3 separate regions of the Sus scrofa genome follow, and regions 1 and 2 are each linked to region 3. Evidence: chromatin contacts called from public HiChIP or PLAC-seq data. All regions are on one chromosome and are shown on one strand. Each heading gives the region's core, a stretch centred on a gene start, on an enhancer-like site or on the middle of the called end of the contact. The rest is flanking DNA. Distances are from core to core; before and after follow the strand shown. Region 1 overlaps MRPS18A (39S ribosomal protein S18a, mitochondrial). Region 2 has its middle 51 kb from the start of TMEM63B. Region 3 has its middle 95 kb from the start of C7H6orf223.

Region 1 (3,381 bases), core at 93-2,592, 250 kb before region 3:
CCTTTCCTGAGAAGGGGCTTTTCCTGGGAGCCACCGCCAAGTGTGCTGTAAACAGATGGGTTGGGCTCCTGCTGCTTCAGGCGTGTGTGGCCAGGGCCAGGCTGCACAAGGCCACGTGCGCCCTTGATCCTGATGAGTTGTCAATGTTTGTGTGTATCTGCTGGGGGAGGAGGCGGAGGAAGAGGCTGCGCAGCCATGGGGAGAGGAGGCTGACGTAAGGGCCTGGAGGAGACCTTCCCTCTGCCCCACTTGGCTCATCTGCCCCCCACCCCCCACCCCAGCCTTCAGGGAACAAGCCTGGGCAGCCCCTCCCCCAACCCATGACAGGAGCCAAGGGTGAGGGCCTGTGGGTGCAGACCTAGCCCAGGAAGGTTCTTGTGAGTGGGTGCGGGGAAAGATGGCTGCCGCCCATAGTCCTCTGACCCCCTCTGGGGATGGCAGGGCCCTGACGGTTCCCGGAAAAGTGGCCCACGCCGGCTGGACTGGGGTTTGCTCCGTCCAGAACGAAACCTGGATCCCATCCAGAGAGGCCCACCCTTTGTCTTGAAAGCTCAACCATGGCAAAGGCCAGGATCCTCCCCTGCTTCCATGTTAGGTTGCGGCTCAACCCAGCTGCCTCCAGGGACCCTCAAATGAGAGGCTTAATTTAAAAAATTAATAACCGTGGCTGAAACTTTTAGATACCAGTGAAAAAATGGCTGCTGATGTATATATTTCCATTGAGCTCCCTGGACCTCCGTCTTCTGCCGGGAGAGGAAGTAAAGAGCTGTGGGGTGCGGTGGGCAGGCGGGAGCAGCCTTCCCCGCGTCCTGGTCTGTCAGCGCCCCAGCGGGAGCACCTGTGCGGCGGGCTGGTGGTGCTGCGCCGGCAGGAGAGTAAGGGTAAAGGGACGGCAGCATGTGGCAGGCCCCAGGCTTTGGGGGGTTGGGGGGATGGGTGGAGAAGTGGGCTGTGGGAGCAGAATCCCCCAAAGGGGTGCCCACCGGATCTGAAGACCCAGAAAACCCGAAGGCTGACCGGGTCCTCCGAAGCTGTTGCCCCAAAGCTGTCCTTTCCCCCTCGCCCTGGAGAGACCTCAGGAAGCCAGGCTTTAGCTGTCCCTGGACCTGAGGCCTGTGCTACACAGAGCAGCCAGCCACGGGGAGAGGGCCGGGGCCTCTGGCCAGCTCTCTGGGGTCACTCCAGCTCTAAGAAGCACCAAGGCTCCTTTCTCCTACCTCTCCCGAAGGGGTGGGGAAGGAGGAAGCGTGGCTCCCCAGGGCCCAGGAGGGCCTAGGCCAGTGCCTGGCAGCTCAAGGACCTTTGGATGGAATCATAATGTCCCTTGTAAGGAATCAACCTCCCTCATAGCCAGGACTCCCTCTCCTCCCCAGGGTGGCCTTTTGCAACCTTAGAGCCCCCACACGTCATCAATCCTGTGTCACGTTAAAGGACACCGGATATATGGGAGGGAGTCTGGCTTTGCTTCAAAGGCCCGAGGGCAGGATGGATTGTGTCCTGAGGCCTGCTGCTGTCTCTGAACAAGTCAGGGCGGGGGTGGGCTCAACCCCCAAATGGTCCACAGCACTTTTGGGAAAGACAGAAAGAGGTTAATATGTCCCATTCCCTCAGGGCTGCTGGCAGATGGCCTAGCTAGCAGTGTGGGCGGTGCAGGTGGCCAGGCGTGCGTGAAGCCTTAGTGCTGGCCCTGTGCCCCCAGCCCAGCAATCCATGGCCTCCTATGCTCCATGCCTGGCTTCTGTTGGGGATCAGCCTAGGAGGTTTGCTGCGGGCAGAGTGTCTTGCTTTGCTTTAACCACAGACCACAGTTTCAGTGGTGTCAGGACAGGCTGAAGGAGGGAGGGGCCACTGATGGGGGGAACAAGAAAAAACACCAACATCAACTTTACAGACACAGACCTACTCTCAACAAAGGGATACTGTAGTGCTAGGAGTATGTGATGTGGTATCATCAGAGATGACTTTTTGGGTGTCAAACAAGAATCTATTTCTACACCAGAGGGGCCACCCTGCTTAGGCTGGAAGGCAGACTGACGGATTCCAGGATCTAGGGGCCTTCCTCTCCTCCTCTGTAGAACCTCGGGACCTCATGGAGCGCCACGTGTAGCTGTGCAGGTCGTTGACTGCACAACTCTAGGAGCACTATTCGCAACCTAGTCGACGTGGAGGCAGCCTTGAAGTTCTGCAGTGTCGGATTTGTAGAGCTCTACCCAGCGGCCCTGCCACGAGAGCCCTCTCATTTCCATTTCTAAGGCCTCATTCTGCCCTTTAATAACCCCGGTGCTATGACTGAAGGTTTGTAGAAGTGCTCTGACATTCCCATAGCAACCCAGTATGATGTCATAAACAGAGGATTAGCACATTCTAATGCCCGAGCAGCAGACCTTCTTACCCCTTTACCCCATGCTAAGGGCGGGGGAGAGCCAAGGAGGGGGGCCGAGGATGGCTGGGAGGGTAACAGAGGCACACACAGCGGCAACTGCAGTGTGGAACCGAGCATGGGGAGTGGGGGGGTGGGGGGTGGAGCACTCTGGCTTTTCTGAGCCGTGGGATGAGCTCCAGGAGGCGGCTTCCCCAGCGAGGGCCGAGGGCCTGCAGAACTCTCTGGGTGCTGACACCCAAGGTGGCTTACCTGTTGAGTCGGGGTTTGCTCTTTGGAACAAATCCTTCAGGAAGCTTCGGCCTGTGATTTGGGAGCAGACCTGAGTGGAGGGAGGAGTACTTAAGGGGATGGCTGGAGGGAAAGCCCAAGGGGGTGGGAGGCTGGCCCAGGCGGGTGCGTGTCATGAAGCCAGTCCAGGAGGGGCCGGACCATGGGGCAGCTGGAGGGTGGAAGTGGTGCCCACAGCCCCATGCCCTCTTAGCCCCGAGGGGCCTTCTACCTGCCCGGTGGGCCATCTTCACACACTCCTCAATTTTGAGGTGCTCCTCCTGGCACAGGCCTGTGATTCTTCGGGGCAGCATGCCCCCGTGTGGCCGGATGAACTGGCTGAGCAGCAGAACATCCTGGTGGTAACAGAAAATAGGAGAGGAGAGTCATCTGGAGGGACTGCAAGGGGCTGAAGCCTCCCTCTGGAACCGACCTGAGACCAAATCCCTCCACAGAGCTTTGCGCATGGGCCTGCGGCCTCCACCCTCCTAAGACTTCAATCCCCACTTAGCTAGATTTCCTGACCCTCTTACCACCCCAAGAGCGCTCAGCTCCTCCGTGAGATGGTCTTTTCAGAGACTAGGTTAGCGAACGAGAACACACCGACACCTTCCCTGGTGATGAAAGGTCTGCTTTTCTTGGGTGTCGCAGGGGTATGTTCTGTATTTCTGCCCAAGAGGGGAAAACCTGCACCTCTTCTGCCCCAGCCTACGAGCCACAGGCTAGAGGAC
Region 2 (3,737 bases), core at 945-3,444, 190 kb after region 3:
GCTCCAGACAGGTCTCAATCCTTGTGCAGCTGGGTGATCTTGGGCCCAATACATAATCCATATAAGCCTCAGTTTAACATGAGACTATACCAAGTCATTGCGAATATCAAGTGGCCTCCTGTGTGTACAGAGTCTGGCACAGAGTAGGTGTTCAGTGAGATTCTTACCACACACACACAGAGCAGGTGCCCCATAAAGAACCTGTTGAGATATGCCATCAGCATGGGAAGGAGAATTCTGCAGGCAGACTAGTGAGGCTTTGCAGAGCACCTACCTGTGGAAACTGTAACAGCCTCCCCAGGCCTTCTCCAAGCTCACCCAGTCTCCGGAAGGGGCGTCCTCCTTTTCTCCACCCTGCCGCCCCTTTCCCTCTCTCTGCACCACCTTTACTTCAAGTATGAGCTGAGGGTGACACCTGGTGGCCATATCTATAGCTGCAGGACCCGGAGCAGCGACACCACCAAACCAGAAAGGCCTGAGGTCTATGGGTGAGGAAGCCATTCTTTTGAGCACTTTCCCTGCACCTCCCAACTCCCTCTCAGGACCCAGGAAACCTCCAGGGCAGCCACTACCCACTCCACCTGAGAGCAGGTGGAGCTCTGACGGTTGCATCCGCCTAATGGCTGGGGTGACAGAGGCCTCTGCCCAGACCCTAGCCCCAAGTAAGAGGCAGCAGGACAATGGCTACATTTCTCCCAGTGCTTCTGGGGCCTTATAAGCAGCATCTCCTTCAGTTTTTATCACTAGGGCCTATTATCAGGCACAGCGAGGTTAAGCAACTTGTTTAGGATCACACAGCTCCTAAGTGCCCAAATGATTGAATGAATGGGACAGCTGGCAAGTCTCCGGTGGACAGAGGAGGCCAAGAGGAAGTAGCCATGAGGTTAGAAGTCCCAAGTTCCAACCCAGTCCCCCTCAAGGGCCTTCTGCTGGCTGGTCATAGTCTCCTTGACAGCACCATGGGCCCAGAAACCTCCATGACAGCCGCTACCCATGCCACCTGAGAGCAGCTGGAGCTCTGACAGTTACATCTGCCTAATGGCTGCGATTCTCAAGCTGCTGGACCTGAGAATCACCTGGGCAGAATTGCTGTAAATGCCCATGCTTGCTCCAGCCCTGCTGATGAAATCAAAATCAGTAGCAGTAGGGTGGGGGGTGGGAGTGGGGTTCCCACTGTGGCGCAGCAGAAACCAATCTGACTAGTATCCAAGAGGACTCAGGTTTGATGCCTGGTCTTTCAGTGAGTTAAGGATCCAGCGTTGCAGTGAGCTGTGGTGTAGGTCGCAGATTCGGCTCGGATCCCTCGTTGCTGTGGCTGTGGTGTAGGCCAGCAGCTGCAGCTCTGATTTGATCCCTAGCCTGGAAACCTCCATGTGCTATAGGTGCAGCCCTAAAAAGACAAAAAAAAAAAAAAAAAAAAAAAACAGTAGGAATGGAGCTGAAGGATGGGTATTCTTTAAAATCTTTCTAGGTGATTCTCTATGAAGCCAGGGCTAAGAAGGGGGCTCCTGGGACTTTCTCATCTCTGGACTTCACAGCCCTCTCAAGGTCAGTTCCCCACAGCTCGCCGCTGCCCTGAGGGCTCTCCAGAGAAACCAGCCCTCCCGCCACTAGAATCGCCTGGACATCTTGTCCACCCAGATGCAGCCTCCCCAACCCTCCGGATCCCAGGGAGAGGCCGGGCCACCAGCCCTTCCCAGAAGGGGCCTGGCAGGCTTGAGCCTCCTGAATCTCTGACCCCAGGCCTGGCCTCTGGGGTGGGGGCAGGGAAGGGCACCGGGAGCTTAACCCCAACAGGATGAAGGCGTCATAATTAGTGTCAGGCGCTTGGCTCAGCCTGCGGAAATCCCCGGCTTAGTAGGGATGGAGGGGCTCCGGCCTGGGAAGGGGGTCAGGACAGAAGTGAGGGGGCAGGGGAGCCTAGACACGTGGAGACCCCAGGGTCCTGAGCCCCTAGCCACCTCCTGAGAGGATCAACTAGAAGCTCAACACGGCTCACCCCCACCCCAGGAGCCGCTGACCCGCAGAGAGGAAGGGAAGGACTGACGGACCCCAGAGGCCCTGCTGCTCCCCCAGGCTGGGCTGGGCCAGGATCACCCCTTCCCCAGCCTTTGGCAGGAGGAGGAGGGCACCCATGGGAAAGAGCTACGTGAGCGTTCCCAGGGCAACGCAGGCTTCTCTCCAGCCTGTAATCCTCAGGCCTGGAGAGAGGGATCACTTTCCTCTGTGGAATGTAACACTGAGGGGACAAAATAGGGCAGAGGGACCTGGGGTGGAGGGGGCAGGTGCCAGGGAGTCCACTTTGCCGGGGGTACTTTCCAGCCCCCCAAAAGCCCTCCAAGAGGTGGCAGCTGCAGAGAAGAGGGGTCAGCCCCACCCCCAGCTCACCCCAGGGCATGAGGTCGGCAGCTGGGCTGGAGCTCTCAGCAGACCATCCCCACTCCCAAGAGCTCGCACCCTGGGGGCGCCTGGATGATCTCCTTTGCTCACCATTCATTTGCCGGGGAGGAAACTCATCCTGATTAGAATCAGCTAAGGCCATGCAGTGTCACAACCACACCTAGAAGCCCCAGCTTCCTAGGAGACTTCCCAGAGTGGGCCGGCAAGGACTGAAATACACAGCCATACTTGCGCCAGAGTCCCTCTGCCCCCACAGCAGGGCACCCTTCCCTCCAGGGTCATAGGCTGGGCATGGCAGGCAGAGAGCAGGTGCATACTAGTCACCGCAAGCCTGGGACCAGGGGCCAGCCCAGTGGCTCTCATGTTGAGATTCAACACCACTTTCTCCAGGAAGCCTTCCAGGCTGATCCACAAAGGGCCAGAAGTCCCCCTCCCCCTCCCCAGCCATGACCTACCTCCCCTCCCCAGCCTCACCCCTGGCCCATCACCTAAGTCCTGCATGAGCCTCAGTTCTGCTCACTCTGGGCGCTCCTTGACCCAGGAAACCCTGAGGGCATGACCGTGTAGGCACAGAAAGTACTGTGCCCACCCCAGCACTAGCCACAGGGAGGCTTTGGAGTGAAGGGCTCTGGGAAGGAGGGCAGAAGTCAGCTCGGGTCACCGAACCTGGAAAGAACCTGCAGTGGGGAAGTGACCTCAAACGTCATCCGATCCAGCCCCCAATGACCTCCCAGCTGGGGGGCAGCTTCTGCTCAACACCTGCAGAGATGGAGCTTTCTTTATTCCCCCATTCATCCCTTTGCCCAGCCAGGCTCACACAGCCAGCTTCTACATCTCAGGGGCCGAGGCAACCTGATCCGTTTTCAAGGGCACGTGCTCAGTCCTTAGCAAATGGGGTCAGGGGTCCATCGCCCACTTCCTGGGCTGACACAGCTCTAAGTAGAAGATACTGACCAGCAACCACCACCCGGCCTCTCCCACACACACACCTAAGTTGTGTTTACACAGAGCGAGCACGCTCTGGATTCATTTGTCTCAGCAACCATTGCAGGTGGGGGTGGCCCTTCTTGACAAGTAGAAGCTGAGGCTGAGGGATGACTTTGCAGCGGGAAGAGCGCTGGAGCCAGGACTCAGCCTCAGCAGCCATGCGCCCAGCCCCGGCACTCACTGCACGCACACACATGCACACACACACACACACACACACATGTGCACACACAGCCCTCTACCCCCAGCACTCACTCCATACACACACACACACACCACACACACGCACACACACACGCACGTGCACACACACACACGCACATCTCCACCAGCTGGGGCTTCCTGTGAAA
Region 3 (3,472 bases), core at 589-3,088:
TGTCTTCTTACCCATGCCTTTATCCCTCACCCCCGCCTCTTTTTAGGGCCACACCTGCAGCATATGGAAGTTCCCAGGCTAGGGGGTCAAATCGGAGCTGCAGCTACCTGCCTACACCAGAGCCACAGCAATGTGGGATATGAGCTATGTCTGCGACCTACATCAGCAGCTCACGCAACACCAGATCCTTAACCCACTGAGCAAAGCCAGGGATCTAACCTATATCCCCATGGATACTAGTCAGGTTCTTAAGCTACTGAGCCACAATGGGAACTCCCACCCATGCATTTATTTATTTAATTTTTTAGGTCTGCACCCGCGGCATATGGAAGTACCCAGGCGAGGGGTCGAAACAGAGTGTAGCTGCCGGCCACAGCCACAGCAACGCCAGATCCGAGCTGCATCTGGGACCTACATCACAGCTGATGGCAAGGCTGGATCCTTAACCCTCTGAGCGAGGCCAGGGATTGAACCTGTGTCCTCATGGATGTTAGTCAGATGTGTTTCCGCTGAGCCACAACAAGAACTCCCTCCCCATGCATTTAGATGGATGACTAAAGAGCCAGTACAGAGGGAGGGGAGGGGACGGCAGGCAGTCAAAGTAATAATGATCTGCCAGGACACCCCGTTTTTCTTAAAGTCATCCCTGGTTGGGGTGGGGAGGGAGAGGCCCCCTCCCAGGAACCCCTGTGTCTGGAGACCCTGCACTGGCGTCGCCTCACCCTCTGCTGAGACAGATAGCCGATGTCACCCGTCCAATTCTTGACCACAGGCACAGGTTTCTACTTGATGTATTTACGTGGATTTTTACAGATCTTCATCAAAGCTGTTTGTACACATAGGTGTTAGTTACATGGTTCCTCATCCACGTTAACTTGCAGGACAGATTCATCTGGTGCCTCTGGCTACAACCCTGTGTGGCCTTGCCACCCTCCCCCACCATAATCCCCGTGTCATTCTGGTTAGATGGGAATGGAACGTGACCTTGTAAAAGCATTGACATCCAGGGTTGAGCCACTTAGTAAACTATAATTGTTTTTTTTTTCCCCTTTGCACAACATTTTATTCTTCCTGGAATTGATGAGGGTCCTTTTTGTTGTCGTTAGCTTGATTTTCTCTGTCCTTAGAACGATTTCAGTGGCTTCCCACGTCGTAGCTACAATAATAATTAACACCCTGTGAGCGCTTTCTATGTGCCAGGCATTCTTCTAAGTACTTTCTGGAGTTTGCTGGCGGCTCAGCGGATTAAGGATCTGGCGTTGTCACCGCTGCGGCTTGGGTTCAATCCCTGGCCAGGGAACTTTTGTATACACATGACCAAAGAAAAAGAAAGAAAAAGTACGTTCCATGTAGTAGCTCATTTAGCCTTTACACGAGTGCTCTGAGGCCTGGACTAGCGTATCTCATTTTGCAGATGAGGACAGAGGGACAGAGGGGTGACGTGATTCCCCCCCAATCCTAGAGCAAGTCAGCGATCGGCCAGGATTGGCCGCTAGCCTCTTACCACCGCAGGTCTGAGCCACCTGGCCCCTCCCGGCCCTGCGAGTGCACCTGCCAATCTCCGAGCACACCTGCCAGTCTCTTCCAGGCCCCTCCTGGCCTCTCCCCAGCTGGGCTGTAAGCCGGGTGAGGGCAGGCCCTGGGACGCACCCCTCTGTCATCCCAGGAGTGGGGCTGGGCCCAGCACACCTTCCTGTGTTTGCCAGGACGGTCCTGCTCTGGGCTGCCCACGCAGCCACGTGTTCTTTCTCCTCAGGCCCTTCAGGCAGAGGCAGGGCTGGGTGCACAGCTGGTGCGGTTAGAGCCGGGCCTGCAGCGGCTCAGAAAGGCCAAGTACATACGTCAAGGCCTCACCGCCAGGGGAGTGGAGTCTGAACTCCCTCCTCTGGCGGCAAGTCCAGGGCGCTTCCTAACATGCGAGGCTGCCTCCTACAGGCCCAGGCACATACACACCACACTTTATACCCACACAGACAGGCAACCCCTTGATTCATTTATGCTAATTCTGCACGCATATTTCCACCTGGGCATATTATTACACAGACAGAATTGCATTTCTTTCTTTTTTTTAAAGTGACATTTTTCTTTTATCCTGATAACTTTATTTATTTATTTATTTATTTATTTATTGTCTTTTGTCTTTTTTAGAGCTGCACCTGCAGCATATGGAGGTTCCCAGGCGAGGGATTGAATCGGAGCTGTAGCTGCCAGCCTATACCACAGCCACAGCCATGCCAGATCCGAGCTGTGTCTGTGACCTACACCACAGCTCACGGCGACGCCGGATCCTTAACCCACTGAGCGAGGCCAGAGATCAAACCTGCAACCTCATGGTTCCTAGTCAGATTCGTTTCTGCTGCGCCATGACGGGAACTCCCAGAATGGCATTTCATGTACACATTCACACACATAAGCGCACACCCGCACACGATACACAGGCACGCCAATTATCCACAGAGGCATTATATCACAAACCTGTGTTAACACAGAAACAATTACATACCTTATTTACAAACACCAACCCATGTAGATTCCACATTCACATATATACAGCATATACACATATTGTACAGAGAAAAACATAGAAAGATGTTAACACATGCAAAATGCACATAAACTTATAACCCACATTTGCATAATGCAGGCTCACGTAGATAGTTTGCATGTATTAAAACACACAGATGTTTGCACACAACACACAAAACACATATGATTAAACGCCATGCACGGAACCTATTTGTGCAAACATACGCACAGGTGCACATCCACAGATGCAAAGACTTGCACAAACATACCCACACTTGGGTGCACGCAACAAGTGGCCTGGTTGATGGCTGTGGCTGTGGTATAGGCTGTGGTATAGGCTGGCACGGGGGAAAGGCCCGTGGTTCCAGGTCCTGAGGCCGTCAGCTGGTTCGGGGGAAAGTCTGTTTCCTGACCTCCCCGGACACCTGCCTCGTCACAGCAGTGAAGGGGGCAAGGGGTATGCAGTCCCCAGCCCGTGGAGGGCTGAGGGTCCCCCAGATCTCCTGCCTCACTCTGGAGCCCCACTCAGGATTAGCACTGGCTGCTCTCCTGGGGAAGCGGCAAGATCTATGCCTTTTGTCAAGGAGGAAACGGAGGCTTGGCCAAGCAGGTTACATTTAGTGAGCCTGTCTAAGAATTCGAACCTGAATCCTTCAGAACCCGGAACTACACTGACCACATCTCTGAGCATCCAGGCGGCCCATACCCACGGCTAGGCACACAGTGCGTGCTACATCGATGCATACAGCGTGGACAAGGTCATTGATCTGCGGGACAGCAGCCTTCAGGGTCTGGGGCCTGATAAGCAATTGGGGTGGGGGGGTGGTCCAGGGAGCCAGACCCAGAATCTTGAGGCAATGTGGACCTTCCTTACATTTGGGGACCCTCCCTTCATCACCTCCAGGCCAGAGGTGCAGCCTCAGGGTCTGTAGGGGGCCACCAGCCC

Evidence for each region. HiChIP or PLAC-seq counts read pairs in DNA pulled down with a chosen protein or histone mark.
Region 1: a contact with region 3 is called in an H3K27ac HiChIP or PLAC-seq map of skeletal muscle, with 4 times the contacts expected there. The contact joins two enhancer-like sites. A contact is called at or near these places in 2 of 47 Hi-C or Micro-C datasets (embryonic fibroblasts and epiblast stem cells) and 1 of 2 datasets of contacts at active chromatin or transcription factors (skeletal muscle).
Region 2: a contact with region 3 is called in an H3K27ac HiChIP or PLAC-seq map of skeletal muscle. The contact joins two enhancer-like sites. A contact is called at or near these places in 3 of 47 Hi-C or Micro-C datasets (embryonic fibroblasts, epiblast stem cells and liver) and 2 of 2 datasets of contacts at active chromatin or transcription factors (alveolar macrophages and skeletal muscle).

Annotation. Positions count from the first base shown.
Region 1 is chr7:38,642,184-38,645,564 of Sscrofa11.1, forward strand. MRPS18A (39S ribosomal protein S18a, mitochondrial) reads right to left here. Exons shown (of 7, transcript XM_021098784.1): 5 at 2,883-3,006; 6 at 2,633-2,702. Among named protein-coding and RNA genes, the nearest start is that of MRPS18A, 14 kb to the right of the region's middle. Within about 2 kb of position 1,343, at least 19 of the 83 cell types and tissues checked have an H3K27ac peak or open chromatin away from gene starts, as enhancers often do. A contact at or near this core is called in skeletal muscle, where this site is marked.
Region 2 is chr7:39,084,402-39,088,138 of Sscrofa11.1, forward strand. No RefSeq gene overlaps it. Among named protein-coding and RNA genes, the nearest start is that of TMEM63B, 51 kb to the right of the region's middle. Within about 2 kb of position 2,195, at least 8 of the 83 cell types and tissues checked have an H3K27ac peak or open chromatin away from gene starts, as enhancers often do. A contact at or near this core is called in skeletal muscle, where this site is marked.
Region 3 is chr7:38,896,448-38,899,919 of Sscrofa11.1, forward strand. No RefSeq gene overlaps it. Among named protein-coding and RNA genes, the nearest start is that of C7H6orf223, 95 kb to the right of the region's middle. Within about 2 kb of position 1,839, at least 13 of the 83 cell types and tissues checked have an H3K27ac peak or open chromatin away from gene starts, as enhancers often do. A contact at or near this core is called in skeletal muscle, where this site is marked.